Linked DNA regions of Mus musculus: regions 1, 3 and 4 are each linked to region 2. A link is a contact called in public HiChIP or PLAC-seq and promoter capture Hi-C data. All regions are on one chromosome and are shown on one strand. The core of a region is the stretch at or near the end of the contact, and the rest is flanking DNA. Distances in the headings are between cores, read along the strand shown. Region 1 overlaps Slco2a1 (solute carrier organic anion transporter family, member 2a1). Region 2 holds the start of Amotl2 (angiomotin-like 2). Region 3 holds the start of Srprb (signal recognition particle receptor, B subunit). Region 4 has its middle 15 kb from the start of Gm31434.

The links. Promoter capture Hi-C pulls out the DNA fragments that hold promoters and counts their contacts. HiChIP or PLAC-seq counts read pairs in DNA pulled down with a chosen protein or histone mark.
Region 1: a contact with region 2 is called in an HNF4G HiChIP or PLAC-seq map of pancreatic cancer cells. The contact joins the enhancer-like site here to the promoter of Amotl2 in region 2. A contact is called at or near these places in 1 of 39 promoter capture datasets (cranial neural crest), 3 of 115 datasets of contacts at active chromatin or transcription factors (embryonic stem cells, pancreatic cancer cells and trophoblast stem cells) and 1 of 9 other capture datasets (adipose tissue).
Region 3: a contact with region 2 is called in an H3K27ac HiChIP or PLAC-seq map of epiblast stem cells. The contact joins the promoter of Srprb here to the promoter of Amotl2 in region 2. A contact is called at or near these places in 1 of 39 promoter capture datasets (the 3T3-L1 cell line), 2 of 115 datasets of contacts at active chromatin or transcription factors (epiblast stem cells and extraembryonic endoderm stem cells) and 1 of 9 other capture datasets (adipose tissue).
Region 4: a promoter capture Hi-C map of liver shows a contact between it and region 2. The contact joins the enhancer-like site here to the promoter of Amotl2 in region 2. A contact is called at or near these places in 3 of 39 promoter capture datasets (the 3T3-L1 cell line and liver), 3 of 484 Hi-C or Micro-C datasets (the HL-1 cell line and liver), 2 of 115 datasets of contacts at active chromatin or transcription factors (extraembryonic endoderm stem cells and pancreatic cancer cells) and 1 of 9 other capture datasets (adipose tissue).

What each region holds. Positions count from the first base shown.
Region 1 is chr9:103,088,239-103,094,304 of GRCm38.p6, reverse strand. Slco2a1 (solute carrier organic anion transporter family, member 2a1) reads right to left here. Exons shown (of 14, transcript NM_033314.4): 14 at 6,040-6,066. Among named protein-coding and RNA genes, the nearest start is that of Rab6b, 21 kb to the left of the region's middle. Within about 2 kb of position 3,759, at least 49 of the 459 cell types and tissues checked have an H3K27ac peak or open chromatin away from gene starts, as enhancers often do. A contact at or near this core is called in pancreatic cancer cells, where this site is marked.
Region 2 is chr9:102,716,546-102,722,877 of GRCm38.p6, reverse strand. It overlaps Amotl2 (angiomotin-like 2), which reads right to left and starts at 5,074. Exons shown (of 10, transcript NM_019764.2): 1 at 4,976-5,074; 2 at 2,002-2,797. The coding sequence starts at 2,735.
Region 3 is chr9:103,199,427-103,206,092 of GRCm38.p6, reverse strand. It overlaps Srprb (signal recognition particle receptor, B subunit), which reads left to right and starts at 4,028. Exons shown (of 7, transcript NM_009275.4): 1 at 4,028-4,181; 2 at 4,712-4,806. The coding sequence starts at 4,034.
Region 4 is chr9:102,983,864-102,990,162 of GRCm38.p6, reverse strand. No RefSeq gene overlaps it. Among named protein-coding and RNA genes, the nearest start is that of Gm31434, 15 kb to the left of the region's middle. Within about 2 kb of position 1,497, at least 20 of the 459 cell types and tissues checked have an H3K27ac peak or open chromatin away from gene starts, as enhancers often do. A contact at or near this core is called in liver, where this site is marked.

The DNA.
Region 1 (6,066 bases), core at 2,510-5,009, 370 kb before region 2:
ACATAAAACAAAAATGAACATATGTGTGGGTGGTTGCAAGAATATATTTACAGGGTGCAGAAGAAAACTTGATGAGTTTGAAGACAACTCCCTGAAAGGGTAATGTGAGGACCGACAAGAAAAAAAAGGCGAAGGAGGATGACGACCAGGGATCTTCCAGGTGTCTCAGGTCATCCACAGTGAAAGAGTATAAAATATGAATTACAAAACCACTTATGATGTAATAGCTCAGTGAATACGAAGCCTGATTCACTCTTCCTAGGGAGAGTCCATTACTGTTTGGGGGGGAGGTGGGCAGGACTGGGAGCTGGAGGAGAAATCTTAGAAATCATATTTCAGTGGCAACCGGAAGTAGAAAGAAAGGGATGTGGAAGTAGGGTGAGGCTGAAAAAATTGGCTTCCCCAGGGCACTTCTTCCAGCAAGGCTGAGCTCTCTCCCCAGACAGTGCCACAAACTGGGGGTTCAAGTACATATTCAAGTACATGAGCCCATGTGTGGTGCTACAGCAGTCTAGGATAAACACATACATTTATCCAAACAAGTTGACAGAAGACTGTGAATGTGTGGATATGACTGCACCCCACGTAAACCTCAACAGAGCTCCTTTTGGAAACACTAAGAGACTTCTGCATCGCTAGTGAGATGCTAAGCCATTCAACTTTGGAAAGAGTTAATCTCTGATAGCCTATGAGCTATCCCTTTGCTTTTTCACTTCTGGACATGTCTCCAACAGAAATGGAAACTCACAAAAAACTCACTCACGAATCTCCATAGTAATTTTATTCATCATAATAAAAAAAAAATGGCCTGACATCTAACTAAATAACCTGATGGATAGATACAGAATTTGTGTCATATTCAACCAAGAGAGTGTCACGGAACAATTAAAAAAAAAAAAAAAAGAATAACCACAGGCACAAGCAATGGATCTCAAAAACATTAGGATGGATTGCAAAATACCATTTACATTGAGCTTTCGAATAAGTTAGGTTAACTTATACCAAGGGGGCAGGGTGGTAAAATGGGCAGAGACTGTACTCAACCCAATATCCACCTAGTTGCTGGGAGTTACACTGTTTTACACTTTAATGGCCACGGTGGTTGTGTTCTCATCTACATTTATAAAATGTACGGAACGATAAGCGGTGAAATGATGTTAGTCGTACATTGCCAGGAACGGGCTTTAAAAATATGTCTTCATCTTGTTTATAAAATTTTGGCCTAATCACTTAAGGCTGGAATGCTAATGGGTGACATAGAGAAGTCAAGGAAGGGAGGCTTAAGGCAAGAGGTGGAGAATCCAGTTTCCCCTGCATCGGGATGCTGGTGTCGGTCAAGGTCTCCTTCAAGCTCTGCTGAACCTGGAATTGATCAGCCAACCCTGGGGGGTCAGGAGGGTGCGTCAGTTTCTAAAGCTTTCCTGGCTACTTCTGCCTTTGCTTCCAAGGAGCAAGAGTGTTGTTAGTCTTGTTTATCCTGGCCCTAGGGAGCTCAGTCCTTTTCCGAATGCCCTAGAAGGTGACTGGGGCACAGAGACCTTTTCTGAAGACGGGCAGTGCCTGCGATTATGAGAGATTTCTTTCAGAGGCACGTTCCTGAGGCCCAAGGGGTACACTGGTAAATACCGGAGACCTAGAAGGCGGAGGTGGAAGGTGACTGAGTTCCCTGAAGCCACTGAATACTTAAGCCTGTAAGATCATGGCGAGGCTGACAGCCCCAGGATGGGAGGGGCCCCACGTTGGAGCAGAGTGACCACCCATGCCAGTTCGCAGGGCCTGGGAGTGCCCACAGGGTCTGTAAGAATGCTTGGGTGGGGAGCCTGAAGTGTCAGAGGGTGGCGGTGTATTTGAGGGGTGCCCTGAGCAGCGAGCAACCTGGCCTCAGCAACGCCCTCTCTGCCAAGCTGCATGCGGTGATCCCGCTGTGGCGCTGCCTCACTGCGGCGCTGGTGAGCGGCGCCGCCTAGTGGCAGACTACGACAGCAGTGCCCCGGAGCGCCGGCCACTGCAAGAATAAGGTCTGGACCCTGCTGGAAGCGAGACCAGTTGCACTCCAAACTCCCCGTCTGATAATTGCATCTCACTAGAAGCGCAAAGCACAAAGGGCCTGGCGTTCTCTGATCTTCACTCCCGACTTCTGGAGCTGTTCTGGAGTTTCAAATGCCTTTTCCCAGTATGGGCCCACCCCACCCCACCCCACCCCACTCCCACCTCCATTTTTCTTCTGTAAGCTGGTGTTTGTGAAAGTTAAGAACATTCAGTCAAATGCTTGCCCCACCTGAGACTTCTAAGGTTTAGGGGCTGTATACATTTGAAATGCTGTACTGAGAAACCCACAGTGCAAAGAGAAGTTTAGGAGCCTGAACAGAAAACCTGTTCAAATAAGCTGCCCCATTTGGCTTTCAATTACACCCCTGGGACTCCAGTTCCCACACTGCGGGGAGGAGAGAGAGAGAGAGAGAGAGAGAGAGAGAGAGAGAGAGAGAGAGAGGACATATAGTGGAGCCAACTTTGGCTGGGGCTGCTCAGGAGGACGGCTCTTCTGGTCTCTGGGGTGTAGCAGTTCCCTCTCAGGGACCCGGGGCTGTATTTTGAGGTAGGAACGCCCTTCTGGGACTGGTTGACTGGTCTCTAAGGCCATTCTCCAGGCTTTGAATGGGCTGGTCTAAGCCAGTCCCGAAGGACGCCTAAGGGGCCCCCGCTAAGCCTAGACCCTACCCTTCTAGCCTTACTCCTGTTCTCCTTCAGGTTCCCTGATCAGGGGATTCTCAGAATGTGCACAGGTTTGCTCGCCTTTCTACCTTTGTTCACAACTTAGCTGTCCTCTCTCCCTACACTCTTGACCCTCGAAACCAGCCCTGGTCCCTTCTCTGATTTCCCAATGGAATCCACAGCACTTGGTCAAGTTCCTACCCTAGGTCAAAGTATACACGCTGCAAGGTCAGGAAATGTGTCATGGCGGGTTCTTGCACACACCAGCTACCAAACAAATAAAATGTGATTGACAACCGGAGGGGACCTCATTTATCGATGTGATGGTCCTGATGGCCTCACCATTCAGGAAGAAGCTCTGGGTGAGACTCCTCCCCTCGAGATAAGCCCCGCCCCTTGGGGGGCATGCTCAATCAACTGTCATCCCCCCTAGCTCCTCCGCCTTCTCATCCTTTGCCTAAGTCTTTGTCAACTAAAGAGAACCTTTTTCCTGACCCTGCATCTCTAAACCTCTGATCCATCAGCTCTGCCTCTTCTGGGCCTGTCCTCTCCACTTTTCCATCTCTAAGGCAGCCTTGGCTTTGCTGAGATATCATCTTTTCTCCTCTAGGGATCCGCTGTGGATGCTTCCTCCCTCTGACTGTATTCATCCCTCTTCCAACAGCCTGACAAGACTGAAGGGTCTCAGAGAGCATATTGGTTCACCTAGAATCACTCCCCATGGTGGAAGATTCTAGCACTTGCCTAAGTCTGCTCCTCTCCTCTCTGAGCACAGAGGATTATATTTCTCCATCTGTACAGCAGTTAGATAATGCCGTGAGACTAGTTCTGGCCAAGCGCCTGGGAGCAGAAAGACTATGCGCCTTCTGGCCAAAACACTTGCTTCCCATGGCGAGACCTTCTTAGCTTCCTTTCCTGCCTCATTAATTGTGGATTGATGAAACAGAGGTACCTCAAGTCCAAATAGCTGGCATTCTGAGCCACCCTTGGAAGCCACTGCCCTGGAGAGTCACCCAAACAAGCCACGGGCTTTGTGCAAACAAGAGATAAAGGTGTGTTGTGTCATGTGACTGAAGCCTAGCCAAGCCTATTTCTGGGTGGTTTGAGGAGTTCAGTAAATAAATGCATGGCTTGGCAAACTGTAGCGAACTATGTACATTTTATTATTGTTATCAAAGTGTAGCAGGTGCCTAAGGAGCAGAGACTTTGTCAAGGTAGAGAGCCCTGTGTCCTGTGGCCACCAAACAGGGCTGGGAATGGGTGTGGAGGTTGATAAATGGGCCGGGCCTGTCACGAGAGGAAGGCTTTCTCTCATTAATGATTTGCCAAGGGCTTGCCCAGGACCTGTTTACATATTTAATCACCGATGAAAGGTTAGCAAATCTGGCCTTCTTGGCAGGGAATGGACATTTTTACCTCCAATGTTTAGTCCCTGTGGCTGGGAAAGATAGGAATTTTTTTTCTTCTGGATTTGCAAGGATTACCCCCCCACACACACACACACACATACACATACCACTGCCAATCTCTCTGGGAAGCTGTAATACAATATTTTACTATCAAGTTGACAGTAATTCAGGACCCAGCTTAGCTGCATCTCTCCATCTTTGAAAGTGTTGAAGGCAAATACAACATGGCTTTGTTTCTTAAGCGAGAACATGATAAGCAGTTACCAGATGGGACATTTCCCCAAAGGTCTGTGCTTCAATCTCATGGCTCTGCTTCTCCAAGTTTTCTCCTCTCTGTCCCTTTTCTCCACGTCTGGTCTTTACCTTGTGGTACCCAGAGGGCTCACTGGATTTTGTTTGATGAATAGTTACAATGTTCTTGGGATGCTTGACTAGAATGTAAATAATTGAGACATCACCTGGTCTCCCAACCTCTATCACCCAACCTACACAACCCTAAAGAGATCCCTCCTCTTTCTTCTCACCAGCCAATGAACTTCAATGGGAAAAGAGGCGGGCTTCTCATTACCCAAGGCTTGCCCTAACTTCAGAATGACTTATAAGAAGAGAGGGGCTTGGGGCAGCCAGAAAGACCTGGGCTTTCTGTGAAAGCTCTCTGCTGGCTGCTTCCTTGATTTTGGAGTTCTCCTTTCTTTTTCTCTTTCTTTTTTTCTTTTTCTTTTTTCATTTTCATTTTCTTCCTTCCTTTTTTTTCTTTCTTTCTCTCTCTCTCTTTCTCTCTCTTTCTTTCTTTCTTTCCTTCCTCCTTCCCTCCCTCCCTCCCTTCTTTCTCTCTCTCTCTCTCTCTCTCTCTCTTTCTTTCTTTCTCTTTTTTTAAGACAAGGTCTCAATATGTAGCCCTGGCTGTCCTGGAACTCATCATGTAGATCAGGCTGGTCTCGAACTCTCACACACCCAGTTGCCTCTGCCTCCCAAGTACGGGGATTAAAGGCATGCTCCACATGCCTAGGATTCTACATTTTCAGACATACTAGTGTGGCTCCCATCATAGGCTGGGACGAGGGTCCTGCCAGAGGCTTTGGACTCAAGGACACTTGGTAGATATCGCTCCCTTCCAAAGGATGGCAAACCCTTTATTTCCTGTTTCTTTGGTTTCTTCTTTGTGAGGCTGGATGGTGCATTTCCTAGGTTGGGTGGGGCAGCAGAGAATGATAGCTCTGGCTGTGCCCAGGAATGGAACTCTGTCCCCGAGCCAGACTCTACAGGGTTCCTAAGCTCCACAGAGAAGCAAGGAGAAGAGATCAAAGACCTACTATGACCTTCTTACATATAAAGGCACCTTTGGTGGTTAATCCTTACGGTCAATTTGCCTGGATTTGGCTCTATGCATGGGTGACCCACATCACACAGGGCTCAGGGGTTACCTTCATCTTCCTGGAAGGTGGAATTTCAGGACTCCTTTTACAGTCACAGAAAGGGGCCTCAGGCTTTGGGAAGGGTGTTCCTGCATTTTTTGTTTCTTTTGTTTTTCAAGACAGGGCTCTCTGTGTAGCCTGGCTCTCTGTGTAGCCCTGGCTGTCCTGGAACTCACTCTGTAGACCAGGCTGGCCTCGAACTCAGAAATCCACCTGCCTCTGCCTCCCAAGGGCTGGGATTAAAGATGTGCACCACCACTGCTCGGCTGTGTTCCTGCATTTTAAAAAGATGTATGAGTACTCTATCTGCATGTACACCTGCACACCAGAAGAGGGCATCAGATCCCATTACAGATGGCTGTGAGCCACCATGTGGTTGCTGGGAATTGAACTCAAGACTTCTGGAAGAGCAGCCAGTGCTCTTAACCACTGAGCCATCTCTCCAGCCCAGGTGTTCCTGTATTTTAACAGCAATCTTGAGCATGATACACTCATGGAAGTCTGTGACAATTTGCTCTTTAATTGGAAAA
Region 2 (6,332 bases), core at 3,825-6,324:
CTCAGTTAAGGGGCAACCCCTGGATTAGCTCCATAGCAGAGTTCAGGACTGTGTTCTTTCGGCCCTTGGCCATGAGTGTAACACATCCTTACACTCTAATGTTTAGAGAACAGTTAGGCCCAGGTAGCCAGAGGCTCTTTCTGGGGGCCTTGTGACCCCCAAGTGTCACAAGTGCCTTCTCAGTTGTACTCAGAATGTTCTAGAAGCCTCTTGGAAGTTTGGATTTCACTTCTGGATCTCTCATGCCCCCTCTGCCATCCCCAGTGTCCAAAATCACCCCTCTAGCCTATGGCTCGCTCCCCTGTTCTTTGAGCCCCTGACTCAGTCCCTAAAGCCTGCCCATCCTTTTTCCTCCTATAGGCTCCAGGGAGTGCAGAGAAGAGGGCTGCCACTAGACTGACTAAACTCCCCCTTGCTGCCAAGTGTGGTCACTCTTAGGGTTGCCTCAGATAACTGTTGTCCCCCTCCTCCCTACCACAGGCCAGGCAGACACAACTGACATTCTTCGAGAATGATCGAGAGCTCCAGGGAAGAATGGCGACGACTCCTTTCCGTTCACACTTGCTCCTGGTTCTTCCATTTCCCACCGCCCTCCTCCCTATCTTTTTGTTCTCCTGCAAAACAGCCCACTTCCTTGCCTGGATATTATCTTTTCCTGGCAGGGTTCAATAGGGCTGGTCCAAAAGAAGAAACTCTTCCTGACCGGCCCTGAAAAGGGAGGTGAGGTGGGGGTCTGGGGGAGTGGAGGCTAGAGTAAACCCACGAGGCTCCACCCCCCCCACACCCCCACACATCCCCGCTCCCCTGGCTCCCCTACTAGGCCCAAGGCGGCTATTCTCTTCCAGAGTGAAGAAAACCGAATTGGTGGGAAATGGAGGGACCAAATAAGGATTCAGCAAGGGTGACTGACTTTGAACCCAGAGGGTCCCCAGCCAGGTTCCTTGGAGCCCACCTCACCCCACCCCAAAGGAGGTACAGCAATGGTGCCTGTTTCTCTGGAAAAGGCACAGGGGCCAATAAAGATGACTAAGGCAGCCCCTCATTTCTAGGAACATGGACTCCTGCAATGATCTGGCTTCCTGCTTATACTAACTGGGCTCCCAGCCTAGCTCCAATGACCCATTCTCTAAGGCTAGTATTGATCTCTTAAGAGCCAATCATATCATGCCCTCCAATACACACACACACACACACACACACACACACACACACTCCCCGAGAGTTCACACACACACACTCCCCGAGAGTTCACTTCACAGGAAGTCAAGCCAAGTCACTACTCTGGTCCAACAGCATCCTGAGCCCCCCCTTTCCCCCCAAAGCAGCTCACTCACTCACTCACTCACTCACTCATCTAGGCCCATAAGCACAAGGGAAAAGCTAGTAAGTAATTAACTGGCAGACAGTAACTATACAGAAGTGGCCCAGCGAGCCACCTAGTTCTTTCAGCCTCAATAGCAACACCTCCCAATGATGAGCCAACAACAAAAAATGTCCACCTTCTCTTAAAAACCTTCAATAAGTTCCACCTTTGGCCTACTTAACTCGGGAGAAGTTTGGTAAGGATTCCTATTGTCTTTAGTTAGTTCTTTCTTAGAAAAAAAGAAATGCTCACCTTTGAACCCCATTCACATCCCTGGGAGCCCTCCTTATTTGAATGCTATAGACAATGCTATGTATATTTTGAGTTAAAGCAATGATGTCAGTTTCTTTTTGTTTTAGACAGTCTTGCTACGTTGTCCAGGCTGGTGGTGTGATCCTCCTGCCTCACCTAAACATTACAGGCATGCTACCATGACTGGATCAGCTAAATCCCCTTACCCTCCAGCCCCCCCAGCTCTCCCTTCTCAAGACAGGAGAGGGTAGATCTAGATCAGACAGCCCTAGGAACTGGTGGGGGTGCCCTGGGATTGGGATCATGACAGTTGAGATCCACGATATATATGATCTTGGGGTTCTCCTCCTCCTGGGAGACCGAACTAGAAAGAAATCTGGGGTTACCTGACTTCGGCATGCTGGAAGTGTGGGCTGCTTCGGGGTCGGTATCTTGGGTCAGTGACAGCCGCAGTCTCCTGAGCCATTACAGCGTGTGGGTACTGAGGTGGTGGCCCGCGGGGCTCTGGGCCCTCAGCTGGGGGCCCTCGGGGTTGGGGGCCCTGCTGGCTGCGGGCCAGCTGAGGGAAGCTGTGGGAAGAGCTCATGTGGCTGGGGACCCGAGCACCGTTTCTTTCCAGGGACAGTTGCAGAAGCCGTTCACTCAAGGAGCGCACATGGCCATGCCTCAGCTCTCGAAGAGCTTCATCCTGTCGCCGGCCGCCTCCGGACACCCCTCCTCTAGGATCCCGGTCCCCAACATGCGGCCGGGACCCTGCCTGCTGCGCTGCGTAGTACTGCGAATGGGCTTTGGCCTCCTCATAGGTGGGCAACTCTTCTCCTTTGCTGGGCTGTGGGCACAGCCGGTACAGCCTGTTCTCTGCCAGGTGGGTCTCTCCACCCTGATGCTCCTGGCCCTGGGGCTCCTGCCTGGTGGCTTGCTGCAGCACCTGACTGTCCTCGGGTGCTCCGATCTCCAAGGAAGCCTGGGGGCTCCCCGTGCCCCCAGCTCCAGCCCCACCCCGCAGGGCCTGCTGCTGGATAGCCAGCAGAGTGCGAGTCTCTGTCAGGTTGCCGTAGCGCAGCTGCTCTTGGATGAGACGGTGCAGGACTGTCCCTGAGGAGTCTTCCAGTGTCCTCATGCTTCTCTGGCTTGCACACACCTGCCTAGACAATGGCCAGCAGGCACCTGGTCTCAGAGCACCTAAGAGACAGAAAGAATAGCAGTCAAAGGAAGCACAAACAAAGGAGGGAGGGGCACTTGCAGGAACACTCTGGATGAAGGAGGAGGCTGGGTGGGTAGGTGGGTGGTTTTACACAGGCCCAGATGCAAGTGCTAATATGGCCATCTATTGATTAAGTTTAGTTACTGAGCTTCTGATCCTTAGTTTGCCATTAATATAAATATATATATGCATATATGTATATACATACATATATATGTACACACACACACACACACACACACACACACACACACAGTGTGTCTCTTGGAGTTGAAATGTAAGAAGCTGAGCGCCTGGTATGCTATAAATCCTTGGCAAATGCTTATCATTGTAACATTTATGGAGATTTAGCTGATCTTACAGATATACAACAGAAAACCAGAAGGCTATCTCATATCACAGTCCCCGGCAGTCAGCCATTACCCCAAACAATCTCATGGGCAAACTGTAGGACAGGCGTCCATCAAATTCAACCACTTAGCAATAGGGTTCCCAGTTTACTGGCAGGCGGTAAAGAAAGAATGTAGCCCAGCAGAAAGAAGCCCTAAGCAAATAATTCCATTGATTCTTTAGAATAAAGACGCGTGAGCCAGACCCTGGGCTCAAAGGCTGCTGATAAAATAAATCTGAGTCTCCCTGTCACAGATGACCTTAGCAGCCACTCTGCAAGGTGAGCAGCACAAGAAGCCCCATGGAAATTGGTGAGGAGGCAGAGGGGAGCTTGCAGTAACTGAGCCAGGGAAACATTTTCCATGACCACCAACCTCTTTTCTTGGCACACACATTTGCTACTTAGAAAAACCCCTCCCTACGTGTATGCTAGAGGCACACAGGGGATGATCCCTCTGCATCTCTGTTGATATTAGTAACAACTACCTATGCCAGTTGATGGGGTAATGAGGCGAGGGGGGAGACAAAGGAAGGGGGTGGTGGCCCCTTTCTGTGCCATACTAATGCTAGCCCCCTGTCCTACCTCAGTTTGGGAATGGTATGTTGGCAGAGCTGGAGAAAGGTAATGAGCCCTGACGATACCCAAGCCAGCAACTAATCCTCCCCCCCCCCCCCAACTGCACCCTGCAATGTGTAAGACTTGAAGAGTCTGCTCACACGCGGCTTTTTCTACGCGGTATTTCCTAAGTTAATCACTGTCTGGGCTGACTCGCGCTAAGGATCCGGGAGCGGCTAGAAGGAATGCTGAGCCTTCCCGGCAGATTCCAGGCGCGCCGACTATGAGCCAGGCTCTCGGAGCACCGAACATTTCCGAGGCCTTTCATCGCACAAACGTCCCAATCGAATCCCCTAGATGCACAATCTTTCTTTCAAATACTTATATAAGAGCACTTACTGAAAATCAACTTCCTTACACGGGCGCTGTACCTGGGCTGCACTGGAGCGCTGCACTCGGAAAACCAGCCACCTTTCTAAGCAAACACGGGTCTCTGGCCTTGGCCTGGGCTCACTCCAGCAAAAGGAACCAACGCTAGTCTCCAAGTCAACCAGGCCAGTCCAGGGTCCCGGCGTTACTCACCTCTACCGAGGCAGACCACTAGCACCGGTGGCTGCCCGAGCGCCCCGGGCGAGCAAAACCCGCAACCGCGAGAGGTCTTTAAGCATCGCGGGTACGCCTCTCTCCCTAACCCTCTTTGTTTTCCAAATACTTCAGCGCTGACGTCACCGGACTGGACAGCAGGCTGCATTCTTTCTAAGTGAGAGCCAGTTCGTGGCTCCGCAGAGGATTTTCCAAGGAAGACAAAGAGGAATTCTTGAGCTAGCTGAGGGTAAAAGCCACCTGTATCCCCAATCCAGACAAAGCAGCCACGGTAACCTCATAATTCAGCGAGATATGCCTACCGCAGCTTTTCACTTGCCCCGCACGCGAGACGCACACTCCCAAACACTGATCCTCTGTCCTTCCTCCAGCCCCAGTGGGTCGGAGAATGGTGTCCTCACCCCCACAAAAGCGCGAGCAGTCTAGGCTAGACACCCAGGATCGATCCTCGAAAGGGTTCACAGTCTCCCCTCCCGCTCCCGGGGAGGCTCGTCCACCCCAGCTCCGATCTCCAGAAAGGGTCGGACTGATCGCGGTGTCCCGCTGCTGCTGGGAAGCGTCCCCGCCGGCCTCGCGCACTGCCCGGAGTGCCCGGCACCTTGCTTACCGCTGCGGCCCGCGGCTGCCGGCGCACGCAGACCCGGTTCGGCTTAGGTACAGTCAGCAACGGAGGTGCGCACTAGTCGGTGGCGCCGATGATCTGCTTGCTCGCGCCCCAGTGCGCAGCCTCTAGGTCAGCCCGCGCTGGAGGCGGCTGCTATGCCAGGAATGTGAGAGTTTCAGGTTCCCCCTCGGGATCAAAGCGAACCACAAATAACCTCTCAGCGCGCCGCCCTCCTCCGCTCTCCGCCTCCCTCCGCTCCCCGGGCCAGCCCCCGCCTTCCTCCCGGGAGGCGGCGCTGCGGCTGGCCGCTGGGCTGGCCTCAGCCTTGTCCCCTTGCCACTCTGGGCTCTGGCGGCCGTGCGGCATTCATTCCCTGCCACCCTGCTTTGTGTCCTAGCTGTTGGGAGTGTCTTAACCAACTCGTCCCAAGATCGCCCCACCACTGCCCGCACCGGGTTCTCACCCTCCATTCCTACAGGCACCGAGGGACGACTCCAGGGATCAGCCTCTCACGCCCCTATGGTGGCTGTAAGAAGGGTCTGTGGCGTTTTGGAAATGGCGGGAGGACTGCACAGCAGTTCACATCCGCCCAGCCTTGACAGTGTTGCAGACGAAACGATGTTTCGGCCCGCCGCTGCCCAGCCTCTTTCCTAACTCCTACTATTTCACCCCCCAGCGGCAAACTTTGAATTGCACTTTTATTGTTTACAAACACCTTGGCCAGCTCTTTTAATCCTGCCTCTACAGGAAGTGTGTGAATCTGGGTTGAAAATCTGGTGGATTTAACCCACTACCTAACTAAATGAATCAACCACTCACTGGGCATTCGGTCCAACTCCTCCCTAACTCCGCTCATCTTTAAGCCAAGCACGCGGCGGGTCACCACTTGCTTTTTACTCGGCCATCCGACTCCAGTAACCCTCCGACGGTGCTCTTATCATGTCTGTAATAAATAAGAAACCAAGGTTCAGAGAGTCTAAACAACTTGCCTAGGGTCACACAGAGAGTAGCCAATGAAGCCAGGTCCCTTTTCTTGGTCTTCAAAATCCGGTCTCCGTAACCTGACAAGGCAGAGAGTCTCTGCTTCCACCTACCTGTCCCGAGTTTCAGTGTCTTTTCCACCTCGTCTACACCTAGCCAACCCTCTTTGTCTTCCGCTTCTCTGGCTTTTGGTGTGGAATCGACTCCTTTGTCATTTGGACCCTTCTACTTCCCCAGGAGACTCCTCCAGCTTAGCTGCTCTGACTCCCTCCCCTCCCCGCCCCCCCCACCCTCTTTCTGGTTAGAGCGTGCATTCCTCAGTCCCATCCACCTCGAATCAGGACCAATTTCTGCTGCGGGACTGCCGGGCCCAACCCCC
Region 3 (6,666 bases), core at 2,779-5,278, 480 kb before region 2:
AAGGCGTGCTTCACCACTGCCTGCCTCAAAACTTTTTTTCTGTGCCTCACATATACTAGGCAAGCCGCTCTTAGAATTTAGAGATGACTCAGCACTTATGAACATATGCCACTTTTGTAGAGGGTGTGGGGGATTCAGATCCTGGCATCTACACTATTGCAACCACCTGAAATTCAAACTCATGGGATCCAACACCTTCCTTTGGACTCTCTGGGTACTGCACTCACAGGCACAAAGTCATCCAGACACACATGCCCATACGTACATGCATAATTAAAACAAAATATTTTTAAAAATTTAAGTTATACTTTTTTTATAAAAAAGTATTGAAGACCCGAGGAGGGCCAGAGAAGCGGCTCAGCATCTGAGAGCATTTACAAACCTCAGGACTCACATGAGAGCCCACAGCCTGCACCCTCACATGTACAGACTCACACACACACCCCCCACGCCTACACATACATGCATCATTAAAATAAAATATTTACAAATCTCTCTAATTCCATTTCCAGAGGATCCAATGCCTCTTCTGACCTCTGTGGGTCCCTAAACCCACAAATGGTGCATGCGAACATCCGTATTTGTGTGTGTGTGCATTTTAAGACACGTTCTCATTTTATCCAAACTGGCCTCGAACTTGCTGTGCAGCCAATGATGCCCTTGAGCTCCTGACCCTTCTGCCTTCACCTCCCGAGTACTTAGGATTTCAGGGTTCATTACCACCCGTTCTTTTTTTGTTTAACTTAAGAAACCTTTATGCTGTCTTCCATAATGGCTGTAGTAAGCTACATTCCCACCAACAGTGTAACAGATTTCCCTTTCCTCTCAGCACTGTTTGGTATATTTCTGACTTTTTTAATAGTGACTATCTTAATGAGTATCAGGTAGTATCTCATAGCAGTTTCCATTTTCATTTTCTCACTGGCTAAAGACATTAAGCACACTTCACATTCCTCCTGATAGTTTGCAACATGTGGGAAAAAATGTCTCTTCAAGTCATTTTTTAAATATTAATTTTTATTTTGTGTATGTGTTTGTATACATATAGGTACGCAATTTTCTTTTTACATATGATGACAACAATCTTTCGTCCAACAACTTTTTTTTTGTTAGAAAGGATGGTTGTGAATAGCCCTGGGGCTAATTATATTTGATATTAATTCCATTCTCCTGTGAGGGGCTGCGAACAAGGAATGAGTCAGCACTCAGGTGATTTCCTGTAAACCTGCTTCCCACCTTAATTTGTAAAATAAAGAAGAGCTGATGATTGGGCAGATAAAAGGGAAGGTGGAGTGAAAGGTGGGAGAGAGAAGAAGAAAATGGAAGAGGGAGAGGACGTAGAGGAGGAGGAAGAAGAAAAGCAGAGCAGAAGCACATGGCCTGGAGAAACTGCAAGTTCTAAGGGGTCTCATAGATGTGGAAGATGGTAGTGTAGTGGTAGATCTGCCCAACCTAGGTGCACAGCATGTATTCATATTAACTGTGTTGTGTTTTCATCGCCGGGGTATATTTGGGATGGAGATTTACCAAAACAAAGGATGATACAAAATCTCACACTATGTAGCCAAGGAATTTACTGTGTAGGTTAGGCTGTGTTGTGGTTTGAATGAGAACATCTCCATAGCTTCATACATTTGAACGCTTGGTCCCCAGTTGGTGAAACTGTTTGGGAAGGATTAGGAGGTGTGGCCTTGTTGGAGGAGGTGTGTCACTGGAGTGAGCTTTGAAGTTTTGAACACCCACACCAGGCCCAGTTTCTTATTCTCTGCCTCTGAATCAGGATGTAGGCTCTTAGCTACTGTGTCAGTGCCATGCCTGCCTGCTGCCACATCCCCTACTGCGACACTCATGAACTCAGCCTCTGAAATATAAGGAAGCTCTCGATTAAATGCTTTCTATGCTTTCTTCTGCCAGGCGGTGGTGGTGCATGCCTTTAATCCCAGCACTCGGGAGGCAGAGGCAGGTGGATTTCTGAGTTCGAGGCCAGCCTGGTCTACGGAGTGAGTTCCAGGGCAGCCAGGGCTACACAGAGAAACCCTGTCTCAAAAAAACAAACAAACAAAAAAGCTCCCAATTAAATGCTTTCTTCTGTATTGGTCATGGTGTCTTTTCACAGTAATAGAACAACAGCAACTATATATTTTATAGTCATTACAACCTACATATTTTAACTTCTAAATATCTCAGAAATTTTACCCTGTATTTCACACTTTCAGTGTTTGTTTGTTTATTTATTTATTTAATGTATGTGAGCACACTGTAGCTGTCTGCAGACACACCAGAAGAGGGCATCAGATCCCATTACAGATGGCTGTGAGCCACCTGATGTGGTTGCTGGGAACTGAACTCAGGACCTCTGGAAGAGCAACCAGTGCTCTTAACCACTGAGCCATCTCTCTAGCCCCGGATTTCACACTTTTATCCTGTGTTAGACTCCAAGTATCTTTTGCCTAAATACGACAAGAGACTCCCATTGATTCCCCCAGCCTCAGTCTTTTCTCTCTCCAGTCACAGTTCTCCACAGATCTGCCAATTATCCATGTCACCTTCAGCTTATTGTTATACTATGAGTAAACTCTGAGTTCTTCAGCATAGCACACAAAACCACTCCCAGGTCTGATTCCTACAAACTTTTCCAGCTGCCTTTCTGCCACTTTTGCTTCCATGGACAATCTAATCATTCTTATACATAGCCTGTAGCCAGCGACTCAGTATCTGGCGATGGTAAGGCCAACGGAGTGGCCCTCTCGAGTGGGCTTCTTCTCACCTGCCCTCTGCCTTTTGAGGATGTATGGAAATCGAAATCACATTGCGAACCTTCCAAACTCAAACTTTAACATCTTTGTTTCATTTCCTACCCAATCACTCACTGCCACACTAGAGAGGAAGGGAATGTCTCATTTCCTCTCTTCCTGGTACCTGCAGGAGTTGGGGTTTTATGTGGCAGTGCGACATTTTAATGAATTTGTTTAGCCTTTAAGTGACATCGACTTTTCCTGTCATCTCCCAGGCAGACCTGTACTTAAATACTTTAAAATAATGACAGCTACTTAATGACAGAGGCTGCAAATGGCCCTCGAGGCTTGGCCACTTCTGACTCGCAGAGATATTTTTAAATTGAAGCTCACATTTTTTTTTAAATGTTTCGATTACCCGATGAAATCTTAAGTAGAAGAGTTCCCATGAAGATCTTTTATAAATAAGTCCTCTTGAGAAACTGAAAAATGTTGTCTACTCTGGGCCTCTCAAATGGCCTACCTGGTTGAGTAGGCCTGCTTCCTTTGGGTGGGAATGATCAATCTATCGTCGACACCTCCACATCCTCCCGAGCACTGATTTTCCTGATTGCTTTTTAAAATGCAGTCATTTTTTTCCGTGCTGGACGTGTCAATGCAGGACACAGAATTCCCGAGTTTCCCACATGTCATTGGCTTTTACTCAAGCTTCTCTTCCGTGCGTCTTTTTCTGTTTTCTTTAGTTGCCGGTATAGGTTAATGCATCCTCCAAGATTCAGGTCCATCTCTAGCTACTTTTCTCTGACCTCATAAAGGACTTGATGTGTCTTTGTGGATTCTCTGTGACTCCATCACATCTTCGGTCACATCATACTGTGGTAAAATCTCTCATAAATTTCATCCCATGTAACGGCCGAGTAGAAATCCTCACCCTCAAATGAAGTTTTGTAGCCGTTAATTTTGCTAAAAGTCATCATTCTTTCAAAAATCGAAATGAAATGGGAGTAGAGGGGTGGGTTTGACCAAAAGACATCATATTCATTTATGAAATTCTCCAAAGATAAAAAATTAAAATGCAAAGAAAAAAAATTCCACAAAGCTATACATGTCTCAAAGCATGCCGATATGAATACACTCGCTAACTGGGTTGTAGAAACCAAAAAACTCCAACTCCCATCAGGCACTTAGCCGAGATACCCCTAAGGGACTACAACTCCCGTGATGCCCCGCGCCCCACCACGGCGTGGAGCCTAGAGCCACGTAACTTTGGCGGCCCGGGAAGACTACACACCTCTTTCATGGCTTCGGCGAACACCCGGCGAGTTGGCGATGGCGCCGGTGGCGCCTTCCAGCCTTACCTCGACTCCTTACGACAGGAGCTGCAGCAGAGGGATCCGACGCTGCTCTCCGTGGCGGTGGCTCTCCTGGCGGTGCTGCTGACGCTGGGTGAGGCGGCCGGCATTCACGGCGAGGGCAGGGTGGCTCGGCGCCGCAGGCCAGGGAGGCGGACGGCTGCGTTCCCTCTTCTACTACTCGTCTTCCAGACCCAGCAGTGTGGAAAGGGGACGCTGAAGTGACCTGGGTCTTGGGACAGGACTTACATGAGGCGGCCCTGTGCGCTTGAGCGCTGCGGCCGCCATCGTTCATTCCAACTTTGAGCCACTTGTGTCTGAACTGGGCTCTGAGATACTGGGGTACTAAGGTAGAGTAGAAATCCACCAATCAAATGTAGCAAGCCACTAATTTTTCCCAGATCCATCATTCTGTGTATACTTTTAGTCTCCACATTTGGATGAGGGAAATAGACGTGAAAAGGTTTACAGTTGATAGTGGCTGGCGCTCCGTGAGTTCCTAACAAAACTGACTCTAATCCGTGTGACAATGAAAGTAGTCCAGATGGACGCTTTGTTTTTTTGTCGTAAATGCCTACTAATAATGTCTTTAGAAAATGAAGGCTGCCTTTCTCTTCTCTGCAGTGTTCTGGAAGTTCATCTGGAGCCGAAAGAGCAGTCAGAGAGCTGTTCTCTTCGTTGGTCTCTGTGACTCTGGGAAAACGTTGCTGTTTGTCAGGGTAATGCTTTGATTTTCACCTCGGTTAGACTTAAGAGGGATGGGTAAGGCATTTCCGTAGCCCTGTCATCTTGCAGTTTATTTGGTACAGCAAGTTTAGGACATGTTTTTAAAAATATTTTTTTTTCTTTTTAATTATATGTATGTGTGTGGGTATATGCACATGAGTGCCTGTACCTGTAGAGGCCAGATGTGTCAGATTTTGTAGAGTCGGTCTTCAAAGCTGCCTGATGTGGGTGCTGGGAATTGAATTCAGGTCCCTTTGCTAGAAGCAGGATGGGATCTTATCCAACTTAGTTGAGTCTCCAGCCCTGGGAGTTAATTCTTTTTTTTTTTTTAAGATTTATTTATTATTATATCTAAGTACACTGTAGCTGTCTTCAGATGCACCAGAAGAGGGAGTCAGATCTCATTACAGATGGTTGTGAGCCACCATGTGGTTGCTGGGATTTGAACTCAGGACCTTCGGAAGAGCAGTCGGTGCTCTTAACCACTGAGCTATCTCTCCAGCCCCCTGGGAGTTATATAAAAAAGACTCTAGGAAAACCTGTAAAAACACACACACACACACACACACACACACATACACACACGATGCTGTTAGAATACGTGGTCTGGGGATGGGGAGGTGACTCAGTCTGTTTTCTTGCCTGGCAAAAAAATGAGGGTCTGAGTTTGGATCGGTGGCACATACGTGAAAGCCAGGTCCAGAAGTTCTTGTCAGCAATCCCAGGGCCTAGGAGGTATGGATCCCTGGAATTCCTTGGCTCACCACCACCCATGCTAGTTGGTTTTCTCCCCGGGTTCAGTGAGAGACCACAGCCTCACAAAAGGTGGCTGGCTGTGTGGTGGTGGTCCATGCCTTTAAAGCCAACACTTGGGAGGCAGAAGTAGGAGGATCTCTTCAAGTTTGAGGCCAGCTTGGTCTGTAGAATGAGTTCCAGGACAGCCAGAGCTGCACAGAGAAACCCTATGTCAGGGAAAAAAAAAAAAAAAAAAAAGCAAAAACAGTAAATAAATAAGGTGGAGAAAGATTAAGGACTCCCGACATCAACCAACCTTCAGTGTACATACACCTGTTAAAAAATGCATTACCAGTTTCTTGGGCTACTCAGAATATAATGGTTATGGACATACATTTTTTTGTTTGTTTGTTTGATTTTGTTTTTTTCCAGACAGGGTTTCTCTGTATAGCCCTGGCTGTCCTGGAACTCACTCTGTAGACCAGGCTGGTCTTGAACTCAGAAATCCACCTGCCTCTGCCTCCTAAGTGCTGGGATTAAAGGCCTGTGCCACCACTGCCTGGATAGACATATATTCTTAAGTGTAGCTTGCGTTCTTATTCTTTCTTTAAACAATCAATAAAGGATAAAGGAAGCCCAATAACTTTTGCTGATTTCTGTGACTTAAAATAGTCCCAGCATGGCTAGTTCTGAGCAATCCAGCATTATCACAATCATGACAAAAATTACCCTCCTTCGACAGTCTTAAGCTAGAGAGGCCTCCCTTTACTAACACTTAGTTTTATGTAAGCCAGTGTATTTTAACTGAACATGTTTTACTATGGAGAATTTACCCTCTTCCTTTGGAGGGTATAAATAATAATAATAGTAGTAGTAGTAGTAGTAATAGCTATTATTATTTTAATTGTGTGTGTGTGTTCATTCATGTGTGTAAGGGCTGGTACGTGTGAGCCTTGGCACATCTGTGGAGGTCAGAGGACCAGAAGTGTTGGTCTTCTCTCATTGCTGTGCCAGGCAAGCTAGTATGAATTTCTGGAGATTGTCCTGTCTCCCTCCCATTTTCCCCATAGGAGTACTGGGCTTGTGAATGTGTGTACTACTAGATCTGGGTTTATGTG
Region 4 (6,299 bases), core at 248-2,747, 270 kb before region 2:
GGAAAGCTATTCTCAAGTGACCTCTAAGGGAACCTCAGTTTAATTTAATTCATTCCAGAGGGGAGATGTCATGGTTCTGATATTTTGTCTCGGGCATACGGAGTATTTCTGTAGAAAGATTAATGGCAATTTGAATGGACAGATTGAAGGTTGAAGTTGGTGAACTAGATGCTATACGTAAAATTTGTGATGATTTCTGCCTTTGAGGTTGCAATGCCAAGTGCCTGATGGGAGGAGATGCGGATCTTACAGGAATTTCATTTCTCCTGAGTTAAGCCTATTCTTATTTTCTCTGAGATGCAGCTGGAGGGATGGCAAGAGTCCTCCGGGACATGTTTTGTTGGTACAGCCTGTTAACAAAGGGTGCCTTTAAAGGAGGGTTGGGGGTAGGAGGACAAGCAGAGGGTAGAGAGAAGAACAGCTTGGGTGGACCGTGAGGGATGGGTAGCAGCTCGAGAGTAGACTAGACATCTTAGGATATGAAATACCTATGGTGTGTGTGTGTGTGTGTGCCTGTGTATGTGTATATGAGAGTGTGTGTGTGTGTGTGTGCCTGTGTATGTGTATATGAGAGTGTGTGTGTGTATGTGTGTGGTGCTTATGTGTATGAAATATCTATGGTATGTGTGTGTGTGTGTGTCTAAGTGTGTCTGTGTGCCTGTGCCTGTGTGTGTGTGTGTGTGTTTGTGTCTATGCCTGTGTCTGTGCCTGTGTTTGTGCCTCTGTGCATCTGTGTATCTGTGTCTATGTCTGTGTGTGCTGATGTGATCTGATGCAGACCCTGGGAAGACAGAGTGTAGGGCCAGGCTCAGACTCCAGTGAGACTAGCTGTGGGCAGCTGGGGAGGCTGGTTCTGTTTTTCATAGCCTATGCCACAAGGTGGATTTACCAGAGAGTAGATGTGACCTGTATGATAAGATGCTCTGAGAGTGGCCAGCAACTTCTTAGCACCTGGCCAGGCATGAGAACACAGTCACAGGCTCTACGACATGACTACTGAAGGTCAGGATGGGGATCTCTGGGAGCCAGGTTTTCTTGGGGGCCGCAATCCCTGACACTCACATGTTAACATGTGAGGTTGGACACTAGCATCTTCCTTTACCTGAGGTTGGGCCAACCAGCAGCTAATGTCCTTTCTCAGTGCTAGGTCTGACAGCCACCTGGCCTGGGCCATAATGTCCATACCATGTTACACCTCTTCTTGGAAATTGCTTTCTTAAGTGCACAGAGAGCTAGTGTAGAATGCTCAGTGAGGTCATAGCCTGTCTTACCAGGTCAGCTGGATCAGGCTGATCACCAGGCCAGTTCCTGAGGCAGGGACATCTCCACCCAGCGTTGCTCACGGTGGCCCTGGGCTTCTCTTCCTCAGCGTTTCAGCAAGAGAGTCTGAAAGCGAAAATGACAAGAAGAAAAGTGAAACCTCTTCCCCTCCCTGGCTGTGGGGCGGAACCAGGAACCTGGGCTCTCTTCCCTCACTGAGGGAAGGGACCAGGAACTTGGCCAGGTGTAAGAGTCAAAGGTCACTTTGTGCCCCTTGAGATGAAATCCCAGGAAAGTCATTGGAACTCCCCCCTTTTTGGACTTTGGCACGGGTTCCTGAATGAGTTTGGTTCCTGGGTGCAATCGGCCATTGTAAAGTCTGTCAGTGTAGCTCTATGGCCAGTGACCATGTGGCCTGGCCGGCACCATTTTACCTGGTGGCTGGAGCTCCTGAGGGTAAAGCAGAGCTGTCCCCTCACCAGGCACTCACAGAGATTGCAGTACACACACACACACACACACACACACACACTGGGAACACTCCCCATGGTCACATGTGAGTGTGCCCATCCTCACAGGAGATGCCCTCACCCACACCTCCCTACCTGCACACATATCCCTCCCCAGATATAAAACTGCATAACACCCCTCTCCAGAAGACACCCATGAACTCATCCATCCTAGCCTCAAACATAGATATCCATGGACATAGGATATCCATATTATATACCCACCATTCCTGTCCCTCACACACCCACCACACACACACACACACACACACACACACACACACACACCAAGTAGATGGTCTCTGAACTAACACTAAGTCACTGAGTATGCTTCTAGAATTCCTTCAGAAAGCCCCAAGACCCTAGATGCACCCTGCCAAAGTTTGTTTTAAAATGTCCCTTACCCTAGCCTTCAGGGCATCACTCTCAACATTATTTATAGTCTATCCTGTTTATACTGAAGACATTTTGAAGCCCAGGTCCTCTGAGGGCTACATGGATTAAGTGGTGTGGTAACCTGGGTTCAGTGCACCTAGAAGGTTCTTTTTATTTCCATTCTGAACAGCCTCCTCCAAGATGCAAGAAACACAGACATGCAAGTTACTTCACATCAAAGCTGTTTATTTGAAAAGAAGGAAGTTTGGATAGACAGATGGATGGGTGGCTGGACAAATGGATCCATTAACAAACAGAACATCAGCAGTGCCTATAGCAAGGACTTGGGGGTTGGAGGTTGATCCTAAGGCCAGGTTGACAATAATGATAGCTTTTGCTTGTCAAACACTTGCTCTGCCTGGGTTTCTGACAAGGCACCAGAGACTCTATGGGCATTGTCTTTTACAGTCTTACAGCTGAGGAGACAAGCCACAGCCATCAACCATGTTGGAAGCCTGTGGAGACTCGGAGAGCTTTGTGAGTTCCTCTAAGTCTCACGAGCAATGTGTTCAGCTCTGGAATATGAGCCTAACCTATTGGAGCCTAGGGGAAGGATTCTGCCAATAGGAGTATAATGCCTATCTCATTGTTCCCCTAGGCTGGGATCTGTGACTTAAGTCTTGACAGATCTGCCACTCATGGGACATAACTTACTGGTACTTCTGCATCTCTTTCATCCCTCCATCTACACCCCACCTCCTCTGTTTTCTATTCTGTTTGTCCCTGTGGTGGTTTGAACGAGAATGGCCCCCATAGGCTCATATGTTTTGGGTATTTGGTCCCCAATTAGTAGAACTGTTTGGGAAGGATTAGGAGGTATGGCCTTGTTGGAAGGGTTGTGTCACTGGGGGTAGTCTTTGAGGTTTCCAAACTCTTGTGTCATTGCCTATGTGTTTATTCTGCCTCCTGCTTTCAGATCCAGATGTGAGCTCACAGGTGTTCCCAGCACCTTGCTCAGCCACCATAAACTCCAGCTCCCTGAAACCATGAGTCCATAAGTTGCCTTGGGTATGGTGGTTTTCACAGCAACAGAAAAGTAACTAAGATAGTCTCTGACTAGACAGTCCCAGAGAGAGAAGCATTTGGTCAGCCAGCGTGGAGCTACTTTGAAGTAAAGAGAGCAAAGCACCTACCCAGATGAGCCCGTGACCCCCTGTCTCGCCAGCCAGCTTCTTCCTCAAGTGAGACCTCGGCTGTGGTCAGAGCCACTGTTTGGTCCTCTGGACCATGACTGGTACTCTTTATTCAGAAAGAGTACATCTTTCTGACTCTGTAAGATTCATCTAGCCAACACATTCTCACTTTTTACAAAATTAGTCAGAATTTTAGGATTTCCAGGATAGGGTTCTGAATGCCAACTAGACCAAGCTGTTAAAGAAACAAGGAGTCAGTGTGTGGCGACAGCCAGGAAACTCCCTCGACATCTTTGACACATGCATTCCTGCTTGCTTCTCTGCCCACCCCCCACCTTGTCTATTGAGGCAACTTGGGGAGAAAAAGTCCCTGGCAATAGATTCCAATGAACTTGGGTGCTATGGCGTCCACAACAAATACGGGCAGGTCCAAACATTTTGTGGGCTGCTTTTGTCATTTCTAGCGTGGGTTGCTGAGACAGCCATAGGTGTGGAGGACATCTAGAGAGTTCTCAGACATTTGGGGACCAAGGCCAGCACCTCCATCATCTCCCTTCCTGGGAGCCATCCACACTGACAGAAGGATGAAAGATGGATTACCCAGGTCGTTCCAGCCATAAGACCGGCAAACACAGGCTGCTAATCCACTCTTGGAACTGCCAGGAAAAGCCCATTTCAGCCTGACCTTTTGTACAAACAGATTAGAGGTCATAGACTTTGACATCTGAGCATTGCTCTGCCTCTACAAGAAAACATCCAGATGTAGGGCAGACGGGATGTAACATAGGAAGATGGAAGGATTGAAAAACATCATTAAAACCACCTGAGTGAACCGGACATCCATCTGAGAGCTGAATGTTCCTCCAACACCCAGAAGACCTCCTAGGGGCTCTGCACACTACCCAGCGACAGCAGCTATTTGAACACCAACCAGTTCTGATGGGCTTGCTCCTCCCCCCAGCTGAATTTAGGGTTCTCAGACTCAGGAAGTATGTGGGAGCAAGGTAGTAGGCCTGGGACTTTATCCACTCTTCCTACATACCCCTGGGTGTGTCACAGATACACAGGGAAAGCCAGGGGAACTTGGGGTAAAGGGTGGAGACAGTGTAATTGACAGGTTGGATCCTGGCAGCTCCTTTTTCTTAAATCAAGACTGTGTCAAATAATGAGACAGACACAGACCAGGGGCTGCAGAGTGATGGTCACATGACAATGAACCAAAACTCATAGCTACTCCTGGCAGGGCTGGATTTTTGAGAAGAATAGAATGTATGTGGGTGGCCTTGTTTTCTTTCTATTTTTCCCCTTATCCTGAAAGGAAAGTAAGATCCTTTCTACTAGGTTGTTCACAATTACTGCCCCCACCTTTTGATTTGGACGCTCTTCCAAAAAGATGTCAGTAATGTTCACAATAGTGATGATATATTGAGCTCATTCCTGTGGCCTTTAGCCTGTATTGTTGTCTATTGAAGTTGAAAGAGCTCTCATGGCCAGAATGGGGGATGGGGTAATCCTGATAAGAGGACACTGTGACATCTCATGACTAAGTCAAGGCCCAGATCAGAACAGAGGGTGTCCAGATAAGCTGCCCAACAAGGATGCCTACTGAGTAGAGAAAGCAGGACAGGCCTGGCAGCTGGTTCATGCCCTGCCCTCCCCTGTGGGTGACCTGAGAGTCCCTGCATCCCTCAGGATGCAGCATTCACTGAGTGCAGAAATAGTCCCCAACCCTAACAGCTCTGTGTGGCTACACAAGACCTTAGGCAGGTGGAAGGAAGAGGGATTTTGCGATTGCCTCACTCTGGAATCCAGGAGGAGAGTGGTTCCTGGAGATGGGGTGTTGGCAGCAATGTGTGGTATGGGGATCTGCATGGTAGAAGAGTAAGGCAGTCCCTCCTCTGGTTTCCTGGCGGCTGTGACAAAGTACCACAGACTGGACAGCTTAGGCCTTGGGAAGGCTGAAAGGTGAGGGTATTGATAGGGCAGGTTTCTTGGTGGTGGTTGTGATGGTAGTGGTGTTGGTGTCTCTCTTGCTCTTTGGTTACTGATGGTCACCTTTCTATCTTGATATTAGCTGTGAAGATCTATGTCAAAACTCCTCTTCCTACAGGGAGAACATCGGGGTTGGATTACATTCCATCCTAATGGCCTATCTGTAATTTCTCTGGCTCTTTAATGACCGACCCTGTCTCCAATTATGGAAACATTGTGGAGTGTCTTGGGGGGTTAGAGTTCAACATATGAATTCCAGGGAACACGACTTGCCCAAGCAGCAAGCACATTGTTCAAACCAGGCAGGCAGCATTGTGGGCCTGCTGTTAGCTGGAGACACCTGCCCCAGGCACAGCCCCACAGTGCTCATAGAGTGTTCTCAGGAGCACTTTCACCCTCCTATCAGTTCTGAAGTCAATGGAGAATACATTCATGTCCCATTTCACAGAGAGGAAGACAAAGGTCCTCAAAGAACTAGCTGACCCCCAAACCTGGCTGCCAGCAAGTGAGGGTCACCAGGGTTGAGTGCCGTGTATCCTCTCCCACTGCAGAACAGTTTTAATGCCTGGGTCTCAAACCGGAACATTTTCCTACGAGGAGAGAAGAAAATACCTCATCTGAGGGCTTCACACCTAAATCAAGCCCGCCACTCCTCTGCCTGCCCTGCTTTTGCTTTGTACATTTATTTGCTAAACAAAGACCCTTCTCCCTACAGTTGGCCCCTGCTAGGCATCTCACTACTTGTAAAAATTCTGGGAAACCATATTTTGGAGGTCAAAAAACAGAGGATTAAGGGGGGTGAGATAAAGCAGCTAGTGCTGGAGTGAACCACTGAGTGCAATAGAATCGTCTAGAAGTCCTTGCTCTGCAGAGAAGTGACCTTTGACTAAGACATTTATTTAAGGACTGGTTCTGGGCCCGGCCTGTGAAAGATGCTATTCTAAGTTTTCGGAATTCTTCGGTTTACAGA